Regions from separate parts of the Mus musculus genome. Here region 2 is linked to region 1. The links are chromatin contacts, called in public Micro-C maps. All regions are on one chromosome and are shown on one strand. Each heading gives the region's core, a stretch centred on a gene start, on an enhancer-like site or on the middle of the called end of the contact. The rest is flanking DNA. Distances are from core to core; before and after follow the strand shown.

The links. Hi-C and Micro-C count contacts between places; a contact is called where the count stands out from the background.
Region 2: a Micro-C map of embryonic stem cells shows a contact between it and region 1, with 4 times the contacts expected there. The contact joins the promoter of Ak5 here to the promoter of Nexn in region 1. A contact is called at or near these places in 14 of 39 promoter capture datasets (the 3T3-L1 cell line, 3T3-L1-derived adipocytes, the C10 cell line and 9 more), 4 of 484 Hi-C or Micro-C datasets (all in embryonic stem cells) and 1 of 9 other capture datasets (adipose tissue).

The regions. Positions count from the first base shown.
Region 1 is chr3:152,263,406-152,269,459 of GRCm38.p6, forward strand. It overlaps Nexn (nexilin), which reads right to left and starts at 2,390. Exons shown (of 14, transcript NM_001357206.1): 1 at 2,308-2,390. Gm31999 (a long non-coding RNA gene) reads left to right here and starts at 3,115. Exons shown (of 2, transcript XR_376257.1): 1 at 3,115-3,267; 2 at 3,356-3,633.
Region 2 is chr3:152,665,469-152,671,522 of GRCm38.p6, forward strand. It overlaps Ak5 (adenylate kinase 5), which reads right to left and starts at 2,892. Exons shown (of 14, transcript NM_001081277.2): 1 at 2,332-2,892. The coding sequence starts at 2,391. It overlaps AI115009 (expressed sequence AI115009), which reads left to right and starts at 1,445. Exons shown (of 4, transcript NR_040386.1): 1 at 1,445-2,364.

The DNA.
Region 1 (6,054 bases), core at 1,140-3,639:
ACAAAATAAGCCTCACTACACAGTGAATATCTTAAAAAGTAATGCCGGATGGTGGTGGCACATGCCTTTAATCCCAGTATTTGGGAGGCAGAGGCAGGCTTGATTTCTGAGTTCGAGGCCAGCCTGGTCTACAAAATGAATTTCAGGACAGCCAGGGCTATACAGAGAAACCCTGTCTTGAAAAAAACAAAGAAAAAAGAAGAAAAAAAAGTAACAACTTCAAATGTAATTATAAAAACAGGAGAAAGACCAGGACAGAAAGTATACAAGTGATGTGGACCAGATTGGTCAAGTAAGAAGAGAAACATGCGATTGTTAGTGGGTGAAGTCATTTTCCTCTGACTGATACAGGAAACCAAGATGCTCTGGCTCCACAATGAAGACACCCAGAGACTTCTATACACTCAGGCTTTGGTCCCACGTGCCCACGGTTTGACAGCCATTGACTGTATTCTCATAGGCATGCATAACTGATAGAGTTTTTAAATACTTTTTATTCTTTTGGGGTTTTCAAGATAATAGAGCTTTCTCCCCACAAATGGAGCCCGTCAGTTCAGGCACTTGCTTTCTAAGCAAACTAAATCTATTATGTCTCTATTATATACACTGGCTATCCTGAAACGAGCTATGTAGACCAGGCTGGCCTCAAACTCTCTCTGCATGTAGTTACTCTCTACAATGTACACACATAGTTGCCATGCTTTTCACAAATGAAGCCCCAATCTAAAGCTTCAAGTGAGATTTCAGGGCAAAGTCCTCTCCAAAACCCAGATAGTACATTCCTTGCCTGATGCTAAATATAGTCTTCTCACAATGACATACATTTTGACAATGATCAGCCTTACATGTCAAAAATTTCTAAAATAGCACAGATTCCATTTTAAGGTAAGCTGGAAATCTATTAAAACTGAATTGCATCAAAAGCTGCAAGAAGGAAAAGTAGATTTAAAATAATTGTGTCGCACTTTTGCATTGTGCTCTCCAAGTCAAATGCTGCAGGTAAAATACAAAATTGTACACGGCTTTCCTTAAACGAGCCCTCAGAAGCACCAGGCAAAGGACAGTGCTGAGCTGGGCCTCAGGGTGCTGGCCTGTAATTCCAACTGCGCTGGAGGCTGGGACGGTCACAGTCCTGCCTGCCGGCACTACCGAGTTCAAGGCTCGCCTGGAAAACCTAGTAAAATAGATAAGGAAAGAACTTAGAAGCAAGAGAGCTTGCCTAGCAGGCACCAACTACACAGCATGAAATCTGTTTATATTACCACCTCCGCCCCCACGCACAAACAAAAGACTTTCCTTCAGTTAATTATGCACTTTCCCCATACAAACACACCCAAACGCAAAACAAACAAAACAAAAAAACAAAAACATGCAATTTGGATTTTCTTACAGTGGCAGTTCAACATATAAATGAATAATATTGGGGGAAATTTTATGTAGTTCACACACTATCGTGTGACCAAGACAGTCTAAAAACTTCGTTTCACAATACCGGGAACATACTTCTGAGACTCGTGCAATGGGCCGCGCGGCTCCTATACAAAAGTTGGTTGATGAATGACGCCCCGGTCAGAAAGGTGATTTCTTCGTGGGGCTTCTTTTCTCTGCCTGTCTGTCTTTTTCCAAGGGTAGTCACTTTGTGAGGGCATGCCATGTGCTATTTTTACCACGTTATCTATGCTCAACTCCTTGTCCACATTGTGGCCTTAAAAATAAAACGCTTATCTCAAGCCACTGAGCAATCACCTAATCTCTCAATTTGCTCCTTCTTCATTCAGACACACACACAAAGAGAGAGACCTGTATGTATGTGTTATGTATATGTGTATATAAACATATATGTATATATTACTCTTGAACATCTCACATATGATGCCTTTACTCTGACTTTTAGAGCTAGCTGCTCAACCTCCAAGTGTATCCCTGTCTTGGCACTGGGGAACAATTTGGAGGCCGGGCATGGCAGCCTAATAAATCCTTAATTTCCCCGCTTCCACGGACCCATCCGCAATTTCTTTAAAATCTCAGCCACAGCTGGCGGAGTCCGCAGTGGGCACGTGTTGGGTGCCACAGTGAACTCGCCCGCTCGGACCCTAGGGGTCCCCGGCGGAGAGCGTACACACATTCGGCTCATGGAAACACTCTCCCCCAAACTCAGCCGCCCAGATGCAGGTGGAGCAGAAGCGCCCGGCCCGGCGAGGGACCCCCAACCCCCGCAGCCCAGGATGGTCTGGCCGAGCGCAGGCCACCAGGAGGGCCCGGAGCCCCGCCGCGTCCGCCCAGCCCAGCCCAGCCCAGCCCTCCTACCCGCCTGCCGCCGCCCGGGCGCCGCTCCTCCCGCTCCGCGCTGCGTGTCGGGCTCTGCGCGCTGCCCCCGCCGCTCCCGCCGCCCGAGCCCGCTGGCCGCCGCGCGCCAGCAGCAAGTTTCCATAAAAGTCCTGGTGCAGCGGCTCCCGCATTCCAGACGGGCCCAGCGCCCGCTGCAGCTGTTCCCGGACCAGGCCAGTCCCCACCCCCACCGCCGCGCAGCAGAGGGTGGAGAGTCACCCAGAAAGAAGAGGGGCGCTGGCTGCCACCGCAGGCTGCCTCCTGGCAACCTGCCGGCCCGCTTCCCTCAGATTCTCTACCTGCCCTAGTAGCCCATAAAACTCCCTGACTTCTGGCCAGCTTCCCCTTTCCTTCGGAAGGAATGGGGCGACAGTGTGAAAACGCTGAGTCTGTCTGCCGCTCCTCTTTAACCTCGAGGAGAGGTGACTGGAAAAGACGCTCAAGGGAACGGGATAAGAGCCTGCTCTTAACTCAACGGCTCACCTTTCCTTAGCTGAAGGCAATACAAATCTGCGCTCTCACATCATCTAAAAGCACGACGTGAGTGTTAGGCACAAGCCTGCCAGGAAAACTACACTGGAGTGTGAGAGGCAAGCCCAGCTGAGGCCTCTTTGGATAAAGAGAGGCCCCGCTTCACTCCATCAACAGCAACCAACCAAACCGAGGAGCCATAGCTCTATGAGGAGCATGTTTGTGTCACAAAACAAGGCCCCGGGGTCACCTCCCAGAGCCACACAACAAAAACAGCATTAGTGAAACAAGTTAGCCAGTGCGGGGTGGGGGGCGGGGGACAGAGAGGGGGGCCCCAGCACTTAGGAGGGGACGGCACGAGCAGAGTTCCAAAGCTAGTCTTCACTATAGAGAGTCTGAGGACAGCCCGGGCTTCAATAGGCCATCTCTCGGAAATCCCCAAAGAAAAGAAAAATGAGAGGCACCGAGGTAGGTGACCCAGGGACAAAGGAAACCACTTCTGATTCCATCAGCAGACAGACCAAAGCTCAGGTGATGTTATTGCTCTTGAATATAGTGGTTTGCCATCCCAGCCCTCACTATCACCAGGAGGTAAATGTCAATAGGAGGTCTGGAGGCCGGCTCGTCCCTTCCACGATTCGGTGCCTTCACCTGTTCCGTTCATGGGAATGTCCACAGCCCCATACAAGCTCCCTACAGGACCCCTCCGTTTGAACCGCTCCTCTCCCGGAAGCCCCTCCCAGCGCTCTCCATGTCTACTGCAAGGCTCGAGGAGTCTTTTCCTCACCGTGCACTTATAATTGTATCTTTATTCTGATTAAAAAAAAAAAACTATTTGGAGACCCATGAGAGCTAATTACCCTTCTGAGGGTAGCTCCTCACTAGGCCCACTTTTTAAAAGATTTATTAATTTATTCATTTTATGAGTACACTGTAGCTACCTTCAGACACACTAGAAGAGGGAATCGGATCTCATTACAGATGGTTGTGAGCCACCATATGATATGGTTGCTGGGAACTGAACTCAGGACCTCTGGAAGAGCAATCGGTGCTCTTAACCGCTGAGCCATCTCTCCAGCTCTTTATTCTGATTTTTAAAGGATGAGATTTGTATTTCTACCCAATAGCCTCATCAAATCGTGCAAAACTGTCCATTTTCTCCATAAACACGGAGAGCATCCCGCTGTGCCTCCGGTAGTGTAATTGTCAGGTGAACATGTTAGAACATTCTCAATCTGCGGGTCACATAAGACCATTTGCATTATAATTCATAACAGGAGCAGAATTGCAGCTATGAAACAGCAATGAAAATAGTTTTATTTTGGGGAGTCACGACATGAGGGTATTAAAAAGACACAGCACTAGGAAGGTTGAGAACCGCTGGGAAGAGACTCAATGAGGGAATGTGTGATACAGTCCACCTGTCTCTTAATTGGGTTACGTTAGGTGGCGAGACGCACCTTCAGGTGGGCTCTGTTCTGTCCTGGCTCTGAGTCCTGGACTGTGTGGAAGAGGAGGAGGCTGTGGGTAAACACACATGCATTCACTCACTCTGCCTTTTCTTTAAAGTCAGGGTCTCGCTATGGCACCTTAGCTGGCCTGGAGCTGGGTATGTAGTCCAGGCTGGCCTTGGCTGTGATTAACTCTGGGTCACCACATCTGGTCCCCTATCTTTCTCTGCTTTTGACCGTGAATGTGGCTATGAGTAACCCAAAATGATGGACTGTGACCTGGAACTGAGCTCAGTAAAGCCGTTGTCCCTTCCGTTGTGAGAGTCTTCCAGCCGCAGAAAGGATGACTGTGACACGGAGCACAGAAAGGCTGCCTGTTCCCAGTATTCCATCATCCATTCAACATGACCAGTCACAGACATCCGACTGCGGTGACGGCAGGCACTCATGCTCTCAAGGAACACAGACTCCCGATGAAGGAGGATAGAAGCGCACCTGGGAATTAGGCTGTGTCTCTCGATGGCCAGTCTCCTGCGAGTCTCAAGGACAGCCCGGGCTTCAACAGGAGGCAGCGCATTAGTACTTCTCTTACTGTAACAGCCGCCTGAGGCCGAGTAACTCCACAGTTACCTGCGGCTTACTTCGCTCATTATTCTAGAACGTGGTGGTGGGACTGGCTTGAGCACGATGTGGACATTGGTTCAGGTGGCACCCGTTAGCACAGAATTTGTGGGAGAGATCACATATAGAGATGGGAAGGCATGGTGTAGGAGGGGCCGCTAATGACCACTGTGGATGCCAGTGCCTCTTTGTTTTGCATGTGTGGTGTGCATGCATGTATTGAAATGCATGTGGATGCACGTGTGTACATGTGGAGGCCAGAGAACACTTCAGGTACTATTTGCTTAGGAAGAGCATCCACCTTCTTGAGTCTCTGACAGGCCTGGAGCTCAGTTAGTCAGGCTGAGCAGCCAGCTACAGGGATGTCCTGCCTCCTCCTCCCCAAGTGAGCACTGCCATGCCTGACATCTGTACACTAGGTAATGAGAGCTGATCTTGGGTCCTCATGATGGCAAGGCAGGCACTTTTCTGACTGAATTCTCTCCTCAGCCCTAGCAGCCTCTCGCTGAAAGGGCTTAAAGGTTCTACTACGGTTTATCACCACAGAGGACTCAGCACCCTCACACAGTTTACATGAATGAAACAAGCCCTATCTCCACCCCAGGAGGCAGAGAGCTATGTAAAGAGTTTAAGATGTGAATATCTGGGAAAGAACTGCTCCACAGAAGGATCCTATCTAACAAGTGCTAGGAAAAATAAGGAGGCTCGTGTGGGTGAAGCCTAAGACATGACTGGTAAAATAATGGCAGCAAGGTGGGCAGGAGCTGGCATGCCGAAGTTCTGGTGGGCACCTAGGGATTCTGATCCCACTCTAAGACAGGGAGCCACGAGGGGATCTTGGACAGAGTAGTGGCACGCTATGTGCTGATTGCAGTTCCTTTGACTTAGCTCAAGTGCTGCACATAGACAAGCGCGGTGAGGGAGGAGACAGGAGACAGAGGAAGAGGGCTCTGCAGAACCAAGATGACAGGCCACGGCATTTGCTGACGGAAAGGGAGTGAGTGGGGCTGCTTAGCTTCTTCTCAGACAGAACTAGCAGGCTTTAGGTTTCTTTCTTTCTTTCTTTCTTTCTTTCTTTCTTTCTTTCTTTCTTTCTTTCTTTCTTTTTTTAGTTTTTCAATTTTCAAGACAGGGTTTCTCTGTATAGCCCTGGCTGTCCTGGAACTCACTCTGTAGACCAGGC
Region 2 (6,054 bases), core at 1,642-4,141, 400 kb after region 1:
AATACTTAAAATCCAGGCCTGTTAATTTTGTCTTTTCCTAAAGGCTTAAGTTGGGTGGGTATACGCAAGGCAAGTTTTCCAACTGGGAGACAGACATTTCAAGTTTTCCTAAACAAAACTAGCTCCCCAAAGGGCACTGATTCTTAAATCGGTAACAGTGAGCTTCAGTCTTTCACTGGTAACTTAAGTCCTTTTTCCTAAGTGCCAGCAGCAGCCCAGGACTGAATATAGGTAGTCTACTGGTGCTATTGCTTAGTCTCTGAGTTAACCCTCTGAATATGTAAATAATCTAGTTAGACTTTTGATAGCATTCAACTAATTGCCAACCTCTGATCTAAGGTCAGAGACCAATAGTTATATTACAAAGGCGAATTAGGAACACAGCAGAACCAGCTGCAAACGTTCTGTTGTGTTTTGTTTTTAATTTATTTTTAAAGCGGGAGTACTTTTCAACCACAAACCTAGCAGATACTCTGTACCACCCAAAGAGATCTGAAAAGTTCCATTATATTCTAGGCTTTGGTGGTGATACATTGCATCAGCCACCTGTTACTGTGATCTGTAATGGCATGTACTATCTATCTGCAACCATCTGGGGTTTTGGAAGGCACCTGGTTAAACTTAGAACAGTGTGGATTCTGGCACAGAAAATCCATTTTAGAAATCTGAGGTGTTGGATTTTTGTGGTCTGTACTCGTCACATGGACAATCAGGTCCTGCTTCCCTCTAAGCTGTGCAGTGAATCGGTCTCACTGTTCAAATGGAACCTAGAAGTCTCTATAGTCTTCTCCAGCTCTTTGCTGTCCTGAACTGAGTCTCAGTATACAGCGTTTAGTGCCTCTCAGGTAAGCAAGCTGACGTCCTTTTGAGTGTGTGCAGTATTTGGGGACATTCCATTCATATGCAGAAAAGCCAACGGGAAGCTTGAAGCCTAAGCAGCTACCTACCAGGGCTCATTAGCACACTCCATACAGAGTTCTGTGAGCAGACCACCCTGGCTCCCTGTACATTACCTGGCACCACGGAAGAGAAATGTCAGGAGACTCCGCCAGGCGTGTATCTATCATTCTTTTAGAAGCATAGAAATAAAATCGGTTTTGGTCTTAACATTTATAATTTAAAAAAATATTTCAGCTCTTCATTTCCACATTTACAAAAACAGCAAAAAAAGCTGTCCAAGCACTGTAATTATGGTATCCTGGGTTAAATAAACATAGTTTGGGGGTATTGCAAAAATTATTGTCTTAAGCACTGCACTTTCCTTCTAACAGAAAAAAATCCCCTAAACAGGAAAAAGAACAATGTGTGGCCTTTGGTTTATAATATTACTCTTCCATTTCCTTCAGAATTGGAGGCCAAAATTTTTAAGGCTCATCCTATGAGGCTTGGATTGGTGCCGTCCTTTTTTTTTTTTTTAATTTTTATTTTGTTTTATAACCTAAGCAAAAGCGCTTCGGATTTAGGGTGTTTTAAGACGGAATGTGGAGAGAATAATAGGAAGCAGGACTTCTCTCTGGGAAGCAGGTACCTTTAGCTCATTCCTCAAGCCTCCTTCCTCACATTCCTATCCCCTGTCCCTGGTGCGGATGCTGGATGCTGCTGCTAAGCCCAGCAGAGGCCAGCAACAGGAGTCACGCCTGTCTGGCCGCTCCCAGTCGAACCCAGTCTGTGTAGGTGGGCGCGAGGGCTGGCGCTGGAGGCTGGGAGGACCTTTCAAGCAACCAGCAAACGCGCTCGGGAGTTCATTGACTGGCCGCTTAGAGCTTCAGGGACCCAGGAGATAGCGCTGCACTGGATCGGCTGGGCTGTGTGTATATATGCGTGTGTGGGTTTTTTTTCTCCCTCTCCATCTTCATCCTTCTCCTCAAGCCGTCCCCCCCGGGAGAGTCGCTTCGTCCACGCTTTCCCTCCCCTGCAAGGGGTCCCAACGCTTGGCGCCTGGAATGTTTAGGACTCTGGAACCTTCAGTTTCCTGTCCTGCCTCCGTGTGGGCGACACTGGTCTCACCTGGCTTGACCCTCAGTCCCAGAGAGTGCTGCCAGGCCACGATCTGCTGTCCATTCTGGGTGCCCATCTCGGAGGGATACTCTGGGGACAGCCTGCATCCAGTACCCAGCTTGAAGAGGGAAACTTGATCCCAAGATACGGGTTTCGAAGCCTGCATTTGAAAAGGACCCGAGCGACCCGAGCGCACAAGGCGACTTGTCTGGGGCGAAGGGAACGGCGAGCCTCTGTGAGCGCCTTCATTAGGGACCCTACACCGGAAGGTGCAGCCGGGCACTGGCCCTCGGGACATTCGCTGGGGATCCTTTGGCCACCCCAGCCTCTTACCTCGAAAAGCTGAGGAATGTCCCTCCGGGCCAGGTACTCCTTGGCGTCGTTGGTGTTCATGGCTGTACGGCGCGCGTGCAGTGGGGAGCAGGAGGGGAAGCTCCCGAGGTTGGGGCTGGCGGGGCGCAGCCCTCACTTGGATGCGCTCAGGCCGGGGTCCCCTCAGCGACTCCCGGGCAGCTGTGCAGTCCGCGCTCCCGTCGCCCCCGCGTCCGCGCCGGTCCCCGCGCCAGCCAGCAGCGAGCAGCAGCGGCTTCCCGGGCGCAGGCAGCGCGAGCGCCAGGGGAGGGGCGCGGAGGAGGACCACGCGGCCGACGCCACCAGCCGCCGCCTCCCGGCTCTGCGCGCTCGGCCCGCGCCTCCGGAGCTCGCTGCGGCGGCCGCCAGTCACGCTGCGCGGGCGGGCGCGGGGCGCGGGGGTGGGGACGCGCGGGCTGCAGTCACTCCCCAGCCCGCAACGCAGCCAGGGCAGCCAGGGCACCAAGGAGCCAAGAACCGGGCGATTGGAGCTGGATACAGTTTTGCTTCTACACACACACACACACACACAAACACACACACACACACACACACACACACACACACACCAGACACACACACCAGACACACACACCAGACACCCCCCCACACACACACTATACAGACACACCATACACACTATAGACAGACACTCCCCCCCCCACAAACTTACCACAGACAGACACTCCCACACACACCACAGACGATAGACAGACAGACAGACACCACTTATCATGAGCTCCTCCAGGAGCTCTTCCAGGGGGGAAAAACCCAAGTCAGAGAATTCATATATTCTTAAGTTAATGGCCTTTCAGTGATAGGGAGTTGGAAGTAGGGAAAGAGGAAGGATTCTGTTGGGTCTTTTAACACTGGAGTACCCAGCCCTTAAGAAAAGTTGGAGCAACTTAAACATTTGAGTAGAAGGCCTGAAATCCTTAGCGTAAGATTTAGTGAGCAGTCAAAGAATCTTTTCTGCTGGGAGGAGCTGAAGGAGGAAGAGAGGACTGAGTGGTGGAGAGCTGGGGTCTGCTTTAAACTGCAAAGTGGTCACTGGCCCAAGGGCCATCAGAACGCCCTAACAGGAGACGGCTGGTGAGGTGTACTGGTGCCTACCCAGTTACAGACCAAGGTGCACCCATCCTCCCCACAGCTACCAAGATGACTCATTTCCCACAGATGTCTTTTCACTGCTCTTTGAGAGATGCTCTGGGTCTCCAGGGAATATGATCTCTAACTGCCTGCAAGGGCCCACTCTGGAGAGGGTATGTGGAAGAAAGGAGGCAAAAGCTACATACAGACTCCTGGCATCTGGGGTCTGGTAGAAACCAGCACTCTAAATGCTTCAAATTAAAAACTCACCATTTGAATGTCTGTTTCAGGATCTTTCCTTGGACCTATTTCTTGGTCCACATAAGCCGCTGTTGCTCAAGCTACAGCTTTATTTGAGCAGAGGGAGGGAGATCAATTTTTTTTTAAAGATTTATTTATTTATTATATGTAAGTACACTGTAGCTGTCTTGAGACGCACCAGAAGAGGGCATCAGATCTAATTATGGGTGGTTGTGAGCCACCATGTGGTTGCTGGGACTTGAACTCCGGACCTTCGGAAGAGCAGTCAGGTGCTCTTACCCACTGAGCCATCTCACCAGCCCGGGAGATCAAATTTTAATTAGCTCAATTTTGAGAATTAAATAAAATTTGTGAACATTTTTGAAGCCACATGCCATAATAATGTGTCATGTTATGGGGGCGATTTTTTCAGTTCTGAGGACATTGGTGTCCTCTGTGAGAATGTCTCCACTTATGTTCCTCTCACTTAGTTGACAGCAGGCTTTGGAGGGAGCCAAAGCCATCTCTGCCCTGTGCAATCATTTCCACAGTCCTTGGAAAATCCTAGGGCCTGGTGGCTTAGTCGACTTAGAAGCACACGGGACTGAAGAGGCCAGTTCCTGTAGGTCTTCTTGAGGTCCTTCTTTCCTGGGTTCTGTTGCTAGTGTTAGGGTTTGTTTTTGTTTCGAGGTGATACATGATTCTTAGTATCTTTAGTAAATCCAGCAAGTGACAGCAACAACCTAGTAAAGAGAGAGGGGTCAGAGAAAACACACTGTAGCCAGCTTGGAAACAGATGTAGCAAGTTTACATCAGCCTTAGAGAGTGACAGCTGGTGTATCCCAGAGTAGAGAGGTGTAGGAAGGGCAAGATGCTAGTCACTGTTACTGCAGACTGCGGCCTCACAGGGACAGAGCATATGCAGAAAGTACAGGCTTTCAAAGCTGGGCTGGAGATAGCAGGGACAGGAGCATAGGGGCATCCTTGCCAAATCTATCCCGTCTTACCAGCTCTGTGATGGTTCTAAGGCTGGGCATAGAAAGCCTGAAGCCCCTTGTACTGTAGAGACACATTCCTTCAAGCTCCAACAAACTATAACATTCTCCACGTCTGCGTATTTGGTAACAATTAGCATATCATGATATTTTCCTACCTTGTATTCAGATAAGTGGGTCATGACTAAATAAGTTTAAAGAGACAAAGATTTCATTTGGGGTCTCTATATTTAATACAAATGAAATTGTCTCCATCCTCTTCAAAAATCTTTTGGTATAGCTTTAATTTTTACAATTTTCGAGAATGGTTAGCGTTTTTGAAGGTATAGGAGTTGGGACATCTGAGGAAAAATAATAGAATTGTCTCTTGTGATCATATCTTGGGAGATCATGGTAAGTTTCTGTGCTATGGCAGTAACTAAGACAATCTCTTGCTGGTAAGGACCCTAGTTTCCATTGGAGAATGTGTGTAATAAGTAAGTATGATAGGGCCAATAAGATAGCTCAGTGTGGACGAGTCTGATACTCTGACTTGTTCCCCAGGACCCACATGCTTGGGAAGCGAGGACTTCCCAGATCTGTCCTCTGACCTTTACACATGCGCTCTGGTGCTGTGGCACAGGTGTCAGCACCCACCCACCTACACAGACACATGCAGACAGACAGACTAACAAACAGACAGACAGACACACCAAACAAACAAATGAATAAAGTGTAGTAAAGACTTTAAACAGTACATTGAGGGAAAGGTAAAGAAAATGGCCAAACAACATCAGACTGTGATAAACAAAAAAGAAGTAAAGCACAGAGATAGCAGAAAATCGGACACAAGCAAGAACACATCAGATAGCGGCAGGTGTGGTGGGAAAAAATCAAAGCTGACTCTATAGATTTGAAGCACGGGCACCAGTCCAGACCTCTCCTAAGGAAGGGGCAGAGGAAGTGGAAGTAAAGATAATCACAAGACGATGATGAGGACTTTCAAAGGACCAGGGATGTTGGAGGAGGAAGGCGCTTTGAAAGGGATTGCTCTCTGAGTCACCCATAAGGAGCCAGTTTCTGCTGACACACAGACCTTGTCTCTGCAAAGGGCTAAGCCTGCTGGGCTTGCTCAAGTGGCTAAAATGGGGGACCACTTGCCCATCCACACAAAGAAGGCTTGAGGACTTTGTTTGCACTCTTCTAGACTCTAGACCAGTGGTTCTTAACTTTCCTAATGCTACCACCCTTTAATACAGTTCTACATGGTGTAGTGACCCCAACCATAAAAATACTTTTGTTCCCATTTCATAACTGTAATTTTGCTATCATTATACATTATAATGTAAATATCTGTGTTTTCTGATGGTCTTAGGCAACCCCTGTGAAAAGGTCTTTCTGA